2 separate regions of the Anas platyrhynchos genome follow, and region 1 is linked to region 2. Evidence: chromatin contacts called from public Hi-C data. All regions are on one chromosome and are shown on one strand. Each heading gives the region's core, a stretch centred on a gene start, on an enhancer-like site or on the middle of the called end of the contact. The rest is flanking DNA. Distances are from core to core; before and after follow the strand shown.

What was found. A called contact is a pair of places that touch in the nucleus more often than the background predicts.
Region 1: a Hi-C map of subcutaneous adipose tissue shows a contact between it and region 2, with 4 times the contacts expected there. The contact joins the enhancer-like site here to the promoter of HOXD8 in region 2. A contact is called at or near these places in 2 of 8 Hi-C or Micro-C datasets (skeletal muscle and subcutaneous adipose tissue).

What each region holds. Positions count from the first base shown.
Region 1 is chr7:23,361,500-23,367,857 of IASCAAS_PekinDuck_T2T, forward strand. All of the region lies in intron 2 of LOC140002944 (a long non-coding RNA gene), which reads left to right. Among named protein-coding and RNA genes, the nearest start is that of MTX2, 110 kb to the left of the region's middle. Within about 2 kb of position 4,797, at least 3 of the 8 cell types and tissues checked have an H3K27ac peak or open chromatin away from gene starts, as enhancers often do. A contact at or near this core is called in subcutaneous adipose tissue, where this site is marked.
Region 2 is chr7:23,197,308-23,204,063 of IASCAAS_PekinDuck_T2T, forward strand. It overlaps HOXD8 (homeobox D8), which reads left to right and starts at 2,195. Exons shown (of 2, transcript XM_038182248.2): 1 at 2,195-3,472; 2 at 4,082-4,937. The coding sequence starts at 2,917. The coding sequence ends at 4,374.

The DNA.
Region 1 (6,358 bases), core at 3,547-6,046, 170 kb after region 2:
AATAATAATCTAAAATGCTAGTAACCTCAGACATGCTGCCTTCCTCCATTATGGAAATTTAAAAATATATTTTCTCAATTCACATAGTTAGCAATACATTTTCACCCTATTACATAAAGCATAGCTGGTCATGTGCAATGTGGAGCTATTGCCTACGTTATAAAGAATAAAGATGTATTTGTTTGTCTTTATAAAAAGATTTCCTCAATTTATCTTCATTCAGATTTGTTAAATATTCATTTATTCATTGAAGATTCTTGCATTTTTTCCTTATTCTGCACTCAGACAAAGTGTTAATAAGTGACTTTAACTATATACCATATTTTTCTGTCATTTGGTTGTTTCTAAATACATCAGGAAGCACTTGAATACAGCTTGATGGAGGTATTTGTATTTTCTCCTCTTGTACTTTCTGTTACTGGCACTGAAGCCCTCATAGTGCGAGGCAGCAAGGACCCCCAACTCGCTTGAAGTCTACTTGATACTGAATGGGTTTCTGTATGAATGAACTGCAATTGCTTCAGGAATATGGGTGCTGTCAAGATCTTCACTTTCTTTACTAAATATGAAATTATCGTGAGAAGATTGGTAAGTTAAGTGTAAGGTGGCTTAAAAATTCCCTGGTGTCCAGAGCCTGACTTATTATGAAACCGCATAATAAGTCTGCTAAGTTACCTTAGCTGTGCACAGGCTTGACTAAACTGCATAAGTCATCCTAGGGGCCATGAAGCTGCTTGGACTCCACAGCACCTCTATCTGCAACATATGCTCCTCAGTACATACACCTTGTACTGGAGTTTAGAACATATCTACAAAGTTTATTCCACATTCTGTACCTCAAAAGAATCCTTTCACTGCAAAAATGAGACTTTTATGACTAGTTTCTGCTACATTCTAAAAGATTCTCAATTCTGGATTGAGAATCTTTACTATTTGTTTGAAAGACTTCCTTCTTTGCTTACTTGGGGTTAGACAAACTTGTTTTTTATATGGCCCTCAAAACCAGCTTGAAAGCACCAGAAACTCAAGTGCTACGAGCTGTGTGCTGCTACTAGCAGCAAAGCAGAGGAACACTTCAATATCTGTGATTTTATTTAGAACAACTGTGTTTAGGGCAATTGCTACAACTGCTGGTTGACAGGCAGAGGAATCTCACCTGCCTGTTCAAACTCAGTTCAACAGTCTCAAAAGTGAGATTATCTGATACTAGCAAATATAGAAAAGTTTGCAAGTCTAACAGACATTCTCTTGCATAAAGACTTCTGTCACTAGCAGCATCTTAATGGCTGTGTCAGCAGAAGTACAAGATAGCCATTCCTGCCAGTTTTCTTTGATTGAGGTTGGACAAACCTTGGGTGAATAGTCACATTGCTGTTGGAAATGTTTTATATAGTAATATAAATATTATTTAATATACACTATTATATATGTATAATTATAAAAATATGGTATATAATTATACAATAACATATCACAAATATAACAATTATCTAATGATATATAATTATATTTATAATTTCCAGCCTGAACCTCCCCTGGCGCAACTTGAGGCCAGTCCCTCTAGTCCTACATCCTCCACTTTTTTGCCCCATCCTCGCCGATATTGCCTATAATGCCAGTGGAAATGGTCCCCTTGAAACACATGCTTTGTAAAATCGGCTGGTTTTGACACCCTCTGCAGAGCCTGAATGCTGTGAGGAGAGAGCCCAGAGACAGCGCTGTGGGCAGCAGTGAGATTTTAACACGTTTTCATGGAAATTTGGGCAACCCAGAAGCTCAAGCTCAGGTGCCACAAGATGGCTGCCGCTGCCTCCCAGAGAGAGGGAAGTGGGGAGACAAGATGGCGGCAGTTTGAGCAGCAGTAGGATTTTAACATGGTTTCACAGAAACGTGGGCAACCCAGAAGTGGAAGCACACCTGGGCTCCCGTGGATACATGTCTGTGCCCATTTCTCCTCCTTGCACAGTATGGCCAGTTGGTGTTTTCACCAGTGCCCCTGTGTCTGCTCCCATCCCAGGAGAATGGGGGTGACGACTGATTCTCGCCTGAACATGAGCCAGCAGTGTGCCCACGTGGCCAAGAAGGCCAATGGCATCCTGGGTTGTATCAGAAGTAGTGTGGCCAGCAGGAGCAGGGAGGTGATCATTGCCCTGTGCTCTGCGGTGGGTAGGCCACACCTTGAGTACTGTGTTCAGCTTTGTGCCCCTCACTACAAGAAGGACATCGAGGCCCTGGAACGTGTCCAGAGCAGGGCTATGAAGCTGGTGAAGGGCCTGGAACTCAAGTCCTGTGAGGAGCAGCTGAGGGAACTGGGATTGTTCAGTCTGGGGAAGAGGAGGCTCTGGGGAAACCTCATTGCTCTTTACTGCTACCCGAGAGGAAGTTGTGTGGATCTTGGCGTCGGCCTCTTCTCACAGATAACTAGTGATAGGATAAGAAGGAATGGCCTCAAGTTGCACCAGGGGTGGTTTAGGTTGGAAATGAGGAGATATTTCTTCTCAGAAAGAGTAGTCAGGCACTGGGACGGGTTGCCCAGGGAGGTGGTGGAGTCACCGTCCCTGGGGGTGTTTAAGGAAAGGTTGGACCTGGTGCTTAGGGACATGGTTCAGTGGATGCCATTGGTAGTAGGGGAATGGCTGGACCAGATGATTTTGGAGGTTCTTTCCAACTTTTATGATTCTGTAATATCTAATCTGAGAAGTAGAGAAACGGTTACGGATTCTTGAGGATGGGGATTGTTATCAGTATGTCTCATTGTGCAGTACTTTGCAAGATACTCTTTTGTTCTTTACGTCTTTTTTGATGTCAGGCCACAACACAAACTGCATACAGCAGATTTTGGTACCTGAGACCTTTGCTACAGCAGTGTTTAGAATGTTCATATAACATGGGATTGCTCATTCTTAAAACAAGGAAATTAATAACGCTGATAATGTGGTAGATTAGCCAAAACATGAAAATAAAAGAAAAAACTTGTATTCATTAATTTCTTCTTGTACAAATTTGCTGTTTTCCCCAAGACCTGTTATAGCTATCTGCACTTTCTGATTCATGCTAAGCAGCAGAGCCACTCAGCCTAGCTGCCTTTACCAAAGGTTAGCAGGCTAGCAGCCACCAGCTCCAGCTTAACACGTTGCTTTGCTTGGTTTTGAAGACATTTTCAACTAGTGAGTATTCTACCTAAATTCTAGCTAGAACTGGCAAATTTAGTACTTTTATTGACCAGGAGAATGCGTGGGTAAAACCATCTAGATATGCTTGGCAAGATATCTAGATATGCATGTCATTGCATACTTCTCAGTGATTCGTTGCCTGAGCAGACCACTACCGAGCATGTGGGCCTGCGTGAATGTGTATGAGAAGAAACAAACAAAAACCAACTGGCTCCCAATCTGTCCCTGCTGCTATTGTTAGACATCTTCTCAAAGATTGCCAGTGTTTCTTCATCAGTGCTGGTGGCATTGATGTCTGTAGATTTGACACTTCACATGCGGAATTTTAAAGCTGAAATTACACAGCAGTTTGCTGTGACAAGAATTGTTCTAAAGGTCCCTTTTCTCCCAAGGGGATTCCCAGCTCTCTTTAAATGTCTCAGTTTATTAAGGCGATGTAAGACATATCTTCCTGTAAACTCCAATGAAAGTCTACAATAAGCTACTTTGAAAAGTTTGTGGACCAAGCAGGAAAGGAGATGGGCAGAAGAGGAAAGCAACATTTTTGATATTGTATTAACACACTGCCACTAGTTCCTTCCACAACTTGATACGGCATCACAGGCTGGGGAAAAGACCTTCGAGGATGTAAATGGGGGGCTAGACTCTGCCCCCTTCCACCTGGTTTGTGGAAGGAGGAAGGTCATCAATGCAAGGAGAGCTCCTATTCCTGCCCTGTAACGATGGCAGCATCCTGAGAGAGAAAATTCCACACAGGAAAAGTGACAGTCTGACTTTAAAGGGCTGCTTGAGCTAAACAATGTGTTTTTGCTGTACCAGGATTAATCAGGATGATGGCTGTTCACTATATTCCATGGAATGCTGAATTATGCCATGCCAAAAATAATAATTTTTGTTATGGCATTTTAAAGCTAATAATTTTTAACACCGTACTTTCACTTGCAAAACTCAGTTTTGGAATGGGACAAATTCCTTAAGATAAAGTTTTCATTTTTTGGCTAGTTCTGCCATTCTGAACAATTCAGAAAGAGACATAATCTAATTCTCTGACAGAACCTCATTTAGGCTCAGCAGCTTTCCCATAGGAGTTAAAAAGCTTGATTCTGTACTGGTTTACATTGAGCCTATTTTTTTACATCAAAACATCTACATCAAAGTTTATGTCAAAGAAGACTTGGGTCCTTTTATTGCCTAAGGTGTTGAGTATCTTTCACCTTTGCACACAGCTGTCTTGATGAATCATCTCTATTACAAGCTTCTCGTCTCCTAATTTCCATTTTCATTTTTCTTCACTTTTTTTTTTTTTTTTTTTTTTTTAGTGAGTGTTCACAATACGCTTGCAGATGTGAGTGGCTGCTAATGGCAATGCCATAGAAATTTGTCTAGATGTGGTCTGTTGCTAACACACAGACCTAGACAGAAATGCGCCTTTTATGATAATCCCGAGATATCCATGAAGAGGGATTGCCAAACATGACACTTGGCATTATGATGAACCTGCCATGCCTTGCTGCAGGTGCTGCCCTCGCCTCTCCTCATAAGGTCACAGGTGAACGTCACCCTGTCGCACAGGAGTGCCCTGGAGACAGGACAAGGCAACACCAATAGATGTGTTCTCTAGAGGCACCTTCCACATCCCCCTCCACGGGCCAAATTCGGCAACCATTGTGAGAAAGGTTTAAGCTGTATGTGGAAAAATGACTCTGAAAGGGATCTTCCTGTGAAAGGACCAGGAAGGCGTGTATGTTTCCCCAGCTTTGACTCTTGACTTCCAAGAGGAAAAAGTGAAAACAATCGCTGGGCACTTTTGCCATATGCTGTCTCCTCATGATTTTGATTTTCAGGCAGCTGGGAGTGCTCTGCCATTTCTATGGCAGTGAAATCAGTCTTCACCCGTGATTTCTGGGACAAGCCCTTGCTCAGCATTCTTATCACTTTTCTGCCCCTGATTTGATTTTCTCTGTGCCCCCAAATTCAATTTCCCAGCAAATTGTATCAGCTGCTCGTGAAGCCGCCCCCTGAGCACATGCAGTACACCGCATTCCTTTGTGGTATAAATTGCTCATCAAATCCGCGCGGCCCGCAGCCGCCCCCGTCGCTGCGCGCTTCCTCCCCTCACGAAAAGCGGCGGGAAAGGCTTTCTGTCAGCCGCCCGCCCCGGCCGTGAGGGCGTTGCCACGCCGGGCTCTCCCCCGCCGAGCGAGCCGCTAAGGGGCCAGGCACATCCTGACGCACGGCTCTACTGGCAGCCCCCTAAGGGCTAAACCTCAGCTTATGGCGACGGCAGACCGCGCCTCCCCTCACCCCCACACCGAGGGAGGCGACGAGCCAAAATGGCGACGGCAATAACGGCGCCGCTCCTTTTGTGCTGCTGCCGCGCGCCCCGCCTCCGCGCCGCGGCACCATCAAGGGCGACACCCAGCGGCAGCGCGGCGCAACGACCGCCCGGGCAGCGGGCCTGGGGCGCGCAGACAGACCTGGCCCTTGGGGCTCCAACTAAATTTTCGTTTTTAGATGGCGACAAAAAACTTCTGGTCGGTCCGAGCTGGCGCCACGAGGCGCCAGGATATGCCCATAGCCTGAAGATGAATGCGTGTGGTGGTCTTCTGCCACCCAGACATTATAGAATTGTTAAGGTTGGAAAAGACCTTCAAGATAGAATCATGGAATATCCTGAGTTGGAAGGGACCCTTAAGGATCATCAAGTCCAACTCTTGACACCGCACAGGTCTACCCAAAAGTTCAGACCATGTGACTAAGTGCACAGTCCAATCTCTTCTTAAATTCAGACAGGCTCGGTGCAGTGACCACTTCCCTGGGGAGCCTGTTCCAGTGTGCAACCACTCTCTCTGTGAAGAACCCCCTCCTGATGTCAAGCCTAAACTTCCCCTGCCTCAGCTTAACCCCGTTCCCGCGGGTCCTGTCGCTGGTGTTAATGGAGAAAAGGTCTCCTGCCTCTCGACACCCCCTTAACGAGGAAGTTGTAGACTGCGATGAGGTCTCCCCTCAGCCTCCTCTTCTCCAGGCTGAACAGGCCCAGTGCCCTCAGCCGTTCCTCGTACGTCTTCCCCTCCAGGCCTTTCACCATCTTCGTAGCCCTCCTCTGGACACTCTCCAACAGTTTCATGTCCTTTTTATACTGTGGTGCCCAGAACTGCACACAGTACTCGAGGTGAGGCCGCACC
Region 2 (6,756 bases), core at 945-3,444:
CTTGCTTCTGATACTGTGTGTGCTTATTTCAAAATGGCAGAGAGAAAATGAAACGTCTCGAACGTCAACGCGCAGTTCCTCCATGTAAATCGCTTTTAGTGTCAAACTAAACAATAATTTAATCCCTACCCGTTGGTTGTGTTAATGTATGTTTGTACATATGCACAGTCGCGTGCACACGCACACACATTATTCCGAATAATTCACAGGCATGTGTGATGGAGCGGGGGTAAACAAAGATTCATCTTTACTTTCGTTTACATAAATCAATCTTTAGATACATAAACGCACGGGCAAACAAAATAACATGTTCAAGACAAAAACGGAGAGCTCTGAAACTACCACACATGGAGTATTCGTGGTGTAATATGTGGGGAAACATGATCGAAAACGCGATAGCAGCGGTCTTCAAAGCTCAGGCGTCTCTGCTGGCTGCCATGTGTAAACGAGGCGCATTCTTTGTATGTAGTTAATTATAGCACTGGCAAAAAATTAAAAGAGGGTCACCGAAATGTGCTGAGAAAATGGCACTGGAAACTCCGACAGACACCACAACCACCACCACCCCCTCCCAAAAGGAAAAAAAAAAAAAAAAAAAAAAAAAGGAATAAAAGCAAAACCAAAAAGGAAAGGAAAGGAAAGGAAAAGCTGCTCGTGACCAAGCTCGTCGAGAGGCGAACATAACACCGCGCCGATCTCTGGCGGCGGCAGCGGCGCCGTCCTGGTTCTGGCGGACCCCCCTTGGCGGCGGGGCTGAGGCCGCAGTGGGGCTGCCTGTCCCCTGTCGCTGCGTCCCTGTCCCTGTGTCCCTGTGCCCCTGTCCCTTTCCCCTGTCCCTGTCCTTGTCCCTGTCCCCCTGTCCCTGTCCCCTGTGCCTGCCGCCGCGCGCCGCCAGAGGGCGCGCACGCTCCACCCTAGGCGCGGTGCCGCGCCCCGCCGCTCCGCACCGCTCCGCGCCCCGCGCAGCGCTGCGCGCCCCCCCCGCCGGGACCCCGGGGTCCAGAGCCCCGCGGGGACGGTGCCGGGCATCCCGGCAGGTCCCGCACGCGGGGGGCAGCCGCGGAGCCTTGGCCACAGCTCCGCGGGAGGCCGCGGAAGCAACCGCTGCCCCCCCCTCCCCCCTCCCCGCGCTGCGCAGGGCTCGGGCGGTGCTTTTGTGCCTCCCCCCTGCCCGGCCGCCCCTGCTCCGGCCTCGGGGGGTAGCGCTGCGCTGCTCTCTCGCTGCTCTTTCCCGCTAGCACCAAAAATCCGTGTGCCCCCCAACACCCGGGGCCTCTCACGTCCCCCCCCAACCGGTCTGTGGGGTTAAGGGGGGGTTGTGTCAGCGCAGAGCGGCCTCGGTGGGGAGAGCATTTGGGCACCGCGCCGCTCTGGGCCCCAAAACCTAGGGCACGGGGGTTTCTGCGCCTCGGGCCTCGCTGGGCCGGGCGGGGGGCGTCACTGTGCCCTCGCTGGGCCCGGCACAGCCTCACCACGGCCGAGAGGCCTTTACCGGCCTCCGTAAGTCCCTGCTCATGTGCGGGGACCCAGGCCGGCCGCCGAGACAAAAAGAGCAGCACGACGAGGGCCTCGGACATGGGGTGGGGGTGGGGGCGGCGGGGTGTGATGGGGAAGGAGCCTGCGATGTCTTTTATGTAACCACAAATATTTTTGTCAATTCACACCAGACGGTCACACGTGGCTCTGGCGGAGCCCGTATTAGATTTCACCTACATTTTTCGTCTCTGTTCAAAGCAGGGCGGACTCGAGCTCCTGGGGGTGTCTGCCCTTAAAAAAAGCTGGTTCCCGCAGCAGGAAGAGCGGTCCGCCAGAAGCGTTGTGAAGAGAGGACGGGGAAGACGGTGCTCCTCGGACCGGGGCAGCGGGGCCTGCGCAGCCTCCCGGGCCTCCTTCCCCGAGCCTCCAGCGCGGCGGAGGCCGAGGGCAGCGCTCAGCGCCCGGCCGTGCTCCCCCCGCGGGGGCCCGCAGCGAGCCCGGTGGGCAGCGCCTTCGCTCCTTCCTTCCTTCCCTCCTTCCTTCCTTCCTCCGTCCCCGGGAGCCGGGCTCGCCTGTTTCCCTCGGACGGCGTCCCCGAGCGGAGCTGACCGCTCACCCACACGCCTTTCTTCCTCCCTCTCTCTGCCTCGGTAATGACGTCCTCCAAGGGTGAAATGATGGAAAGTATATTCATAGGCATGATTTCCATTAAGTATCAATTAACCTGCAGCCTCAGCCATGCGTGCACGGCGTCAAGGGTAAATGTGCATCTCATTTCCCAGCACTCCGCTCGCCTGCGAGGAAATGACCCGGAGGGCCCCTGCCCCTGCGAGCTGCCGCCCTCCCGCACCGGGACCCCCGGGCCGCCCTCGCAGCCTCCCGGCCTGCTGGCCGCGGCTCCCCCGCCGGCTCGGCCTCGGCGGGACGGGCGGCGACGCCCCGGGCAGCGCGCCCGCGGTTATCGCGCGGCATCTGCGCGGAGCCTCGCCCCGCGCGGCGGGGGACCGGCGGCTCCTGGCGAGCGCGCACCGGCGGGGGGAGCGGGGGCGCCGCGGCTGGGGTGGATCCGGGCAGGGCCGGGCCGGGTTTTTTTCTTGCCTGAGGAGCGGCACATGTAAACTGAAGCCAAAAGTCCCCCCTGAGCTCATGAGCGTGTGCGTGCGTGCGTGTGTGTGTGTGTGTGTGTGTGCGTGCGCGGGCTGCTGTGTGCCTAATAGGAAATAGTAAAAGCAGTGAGGCAGGTCATTTTGGGAGCGATTATATTCCAGTCCTGGTCACCGCATACACGGAGAGCAGGAGAGGGGAGCGCACGGGCTAGCGGCGGCGGCGGCACCATGAGCGCGGCGTAGAGGCACCGGCGGCGGCGGCGGCGGCTGCGGCGGGGGGGAGCAGCGCCCCGTGCCCGCGCCCGCGCCCCCGCCGGCCGCTGCCCCCTCCCCGATGAGCTCCTACTTTGTCAACCCGCTCTACTCCAAGTACAAGGCGGCGGCGGCGGCGGCGGCGGCAGCGGCGGCGGCGGCGGCGGCGGCGGGGGAGCCGCTCAGCCCCCCGTACTACGACTGCCACTTCTCGCCCGAGGTGAGCGGCCGCCACGCCGCCGCCGCCGCCGCCGCCGCCCTGCTCTACGGGAACGGCGGGGCCGCCGCCGGCTTCCCGCAGCCCGCGGCCGGCGGGGCGGGGGGCGGCGGCGGAGCGGCCGCGGACTTTTACCAGCCGGCCGGGGGGAGCCCCACGGCCGCCTACCAGCCGCCTCCTCCTCCCCCTGCCGCGCCTCCGCCTCCTGCCCCCTGCAGCGGGGTTACCTGTCACGGGGAGCCCGCTAAATTTTACGGATACGATAACTTACAGAGACAGCAGATTTTTACGACACAGCAAGAGGCCGAGCTGGTACAATATCCTGACTGTAAATCGTCCAGTGCTAATATTGGCGAGGAACCAGACCACTTAAATCAGAGCTCGTCTCCTGCTCAAATGTTTCCCTGGATGAGACCACAAGGTTGGACGCAGTCAAAATTTGCTTCCATCTCACGTCTGAGTTCGAAACTTTTCTTTTCCTCCTCCCGCTTCTTTCCCCCTGCCTCCCGCTCTCTGCCTCTGCCTCCCTCTCTCCCTGCCTCTCTCTCCGCGACTCCTGTAACCGCGACGGCTCGTGATAATAAAATAAGACAGGGAGCAAACAGAAGCCTCCGGGAAGGCGGCTGCCACCCGAGAGCAGCCCGCAAAACTCGCCTCCCAGGCACCCGGGCGCAGCTGACACGCACGGCAAGGCAGGAGGCTTGAGGGCGGGGGGCAGCTGCCATTTAGCAGAAAGGTGCCCCCTAAACTCGGCCCCGCCACCTCTGAAGGCGCCTGATGCATCGGCGTGGCTGGGCTTTGAGGGTCTTTTTTATTATTATTATTATTATTATTTTCCCTGCGCCCGTCTGTATGGCTCTGGGCTCCTCCGGGTCCTCCGCGGTCTGCTTTCGCCCCGCGTCTCCGTGCCGCTTCTCTCGAGGGATTTGTGGAGGGGCCCGAACTCTGGCTGCCCGGCCCGCTGCTGAACGCCGTGCTTTGAACGACAGCACCAACCCCCAAAATCCTGTGTTTTTGTTTTAAACAGCAGCGCCGGGTAGGAGGAGAGGAAGACAAACATACAGCCGATTCCAGACTCTAGAGCTGGAAAAGGAGTTCCTTTTTAACCCCTATCTGACCAGGAAGAGAAGGATCGAGGTGTCCCACGCACTAGGACTCACCGAGAGGCAGGTAAAGATCTGGTTTCAGAACAGAAGGATGAAATGGAAAAAGGAGAACAACAAGGACAAATTCCCCGCTTCCAGACAGGAGGGAAAGGAAGGGGAGGCCAAAAAGGAAGCACATGATCTGGAAGAAGACAGAGCAGAAGGCCAGACGAATTAAATTTTGCCCTAAAAGCCTTGGAGAAAGGCTATCGAAATAACGAGCGCCACAGCCCGAGACATCTCGGCCCCGTGTCCCCTTGGACATAGTCCTGCGGGGGACGAGTGACCCCGTGTCCTCCGCCTGACGTCCCCCTGCTTCGGGTGCTTCGGTGCTTGCGGTTTTGTTGAGTCTTGGTCTTAACCGTTCCCGGAACAATCTCTAGATTTAACAGTTCATCTAGTCCCTTTTTTTTTTTTTTTTTTGAAATTTGATACAGAGTTTGTAGCAATACATTTCTAATGATATATATATATATAAATATATATTATTTTTTGCAATATTAAAAGACGGTGATTGCGGGAATCGACATAAATTTCCAAGGACAAATACCAATAAGCGAGACATTTAACAATGCTTTATTAATCAAGACAAGTGCACTCGTACTATTTTAATTCTTGTTCTTATCTAATGTTGAGTAAATTAAATAAATTTAATAAATTTGAATAAAAGATCTTAGAAATATATAAATCTTCTACTATTGATATTTGATTAAAATAAACCAAATTTATTCAAATATAAAATCGACCGGCTTCCTGACATCCTTTCTGCAATCCACTCCTCCAACAAGCGCCGGAGCCTCTGTGATAATCCCATCCGCCTTTTCCCTGCCTTTCTTCTCACACTGGAAATTTGGGAGGTGATGGAAATGGCCCTTTCCAGTCCAAGCCCTGCCTTGGCCCCCAGCCCTGGGCGGGGTCCCTGCGCACCCCCCTTCGCCACCGGCTTGTCGGGGTTGTGGAGGTGCCGGGTCTGACGGACACGAGGACCACGACCCGCGCTCCTTCCGTGGGTGACCCCACACTCCGTGTCGGTCCCGGACCCCCCCGACGTGTGCTCCTGGGCCTTGCTTTCGTGCCGAGCAGCGCAGCCCTCGCCCCCGCGGCGCCCTGCACGCTGCCAGCCCGGGGGAGAAGGAAGGGGGGCAGCAGCGGGACCCCCCGGGGCCTGGCCGGCTTCGAGGGGCTCAGACGCGGCCCCCACCCGTGGGGGGCTCCCGGCCCGGCGAGGCCCGGTGACGCCAAGCCAGGCCCAGCCTCCCCCACGGGGGGCGGGCGAGCAGGGAAGAGCAATGTGGTTGTGGCCTTGCGTGGAGGGGGGGTCGGGAGCTGGAACGGTTTGCGGTCCCAAAGCAGGCGTAAATACAGAAAAGGGCATTCCTCCGACGTTGCGGCCCCGAGTGGGTGCATTTTGCTGCTGCCTCACGCGGGTGAGGGGAAGCCGAGCCCAGGGGCAGACCCTGCCGCCGCGCCCGGAGCGGTTTCCGCAGCCACGGGAGGAGAAATCCGCTCTGAGCAGCAAAGCGCTTTCATTTATCCCCCCTTTTCTTCCCTCCCCTCCCTCTTGCTCGCGGCGGGGTCGGGCAGATCGCACTGTCTGACGGGGCGGCCGGGAGCAGCCTTCGGGAAACAGCAGGCGGAGGGGATGAGCCCCCCCAAGATTTCGGCGTCGCTTTTTCCCCGGCGCCTCATGCCTCCAGAGAGCGATGGCTGTCTGGAGGGAAGCGCAGGAACGCGGTGCGACATGCGACAAACTCGGGCTATCTGCCCGAGAAGCAAGAGCGCTGCCCCCCGTCGGAGCAGGCACGAAGCCGGGGCCTTAGCCCGTCCTCCCCGGCCCTTCGCCCACCGCCCGCTCCCCCCGGACACCGGCAGCCTCCCTGCCCCTGCAGGGTCCCCGCACCACCGAAATGGCCGGGGCTGTCTGGCCCGGGTTTGGGTTTTATACAACGGGGTTGGTTCATTTCGTTCCCCTTCGCCTCCCTGCTCTCCGCTGCCCAGCAAGGCACGCTTCAATTCCTGCGAAGCGCCAGCTCTAGAGGGAGGCAGAAGCAAGCGGAGTTATTGTTCTGGTTTTATTTTAATCGCGTAATTGCTTAAAGCTTGTAAACGCGTGGAAACTGCGGCAAAGCCGTGAAGTAAACATTTTGCTGCATGAATTTGCATAAGTGCGCCGGTACCCCTAGTGTTCGGGAAGGATGTGGATCTGGCTGTAAGGAAACCCAGCCGCCTGGCACTGCAGCAGGCTGCCCTTTTGGAATAATTCCCGCACCGGCGGCACCGGCACCTCGCCTCCCGGGGCCTCCCAGCCTTCGTCCTCCGCCGCCGTGGTGGTGGAGGCTCGGGGAGAGGCGGAGCGGAGCCCTCCGCGTCCCCCCCTCCATTTCCCGGGTTAAAGTTTGCTCGGGAAAGAGCTGCTGCCGTGGTTGTTTTTAATTTCCAGACAAAGAGAACGAAATTAAAATATTCCTGACGAAGTTTCCGTTAGCGTTGCTTTCCCAGGGCCGACTGGGAACGCAGCCACGCAGCCACAAACTAGCACTGGGGTGTGCACATCGTTTGT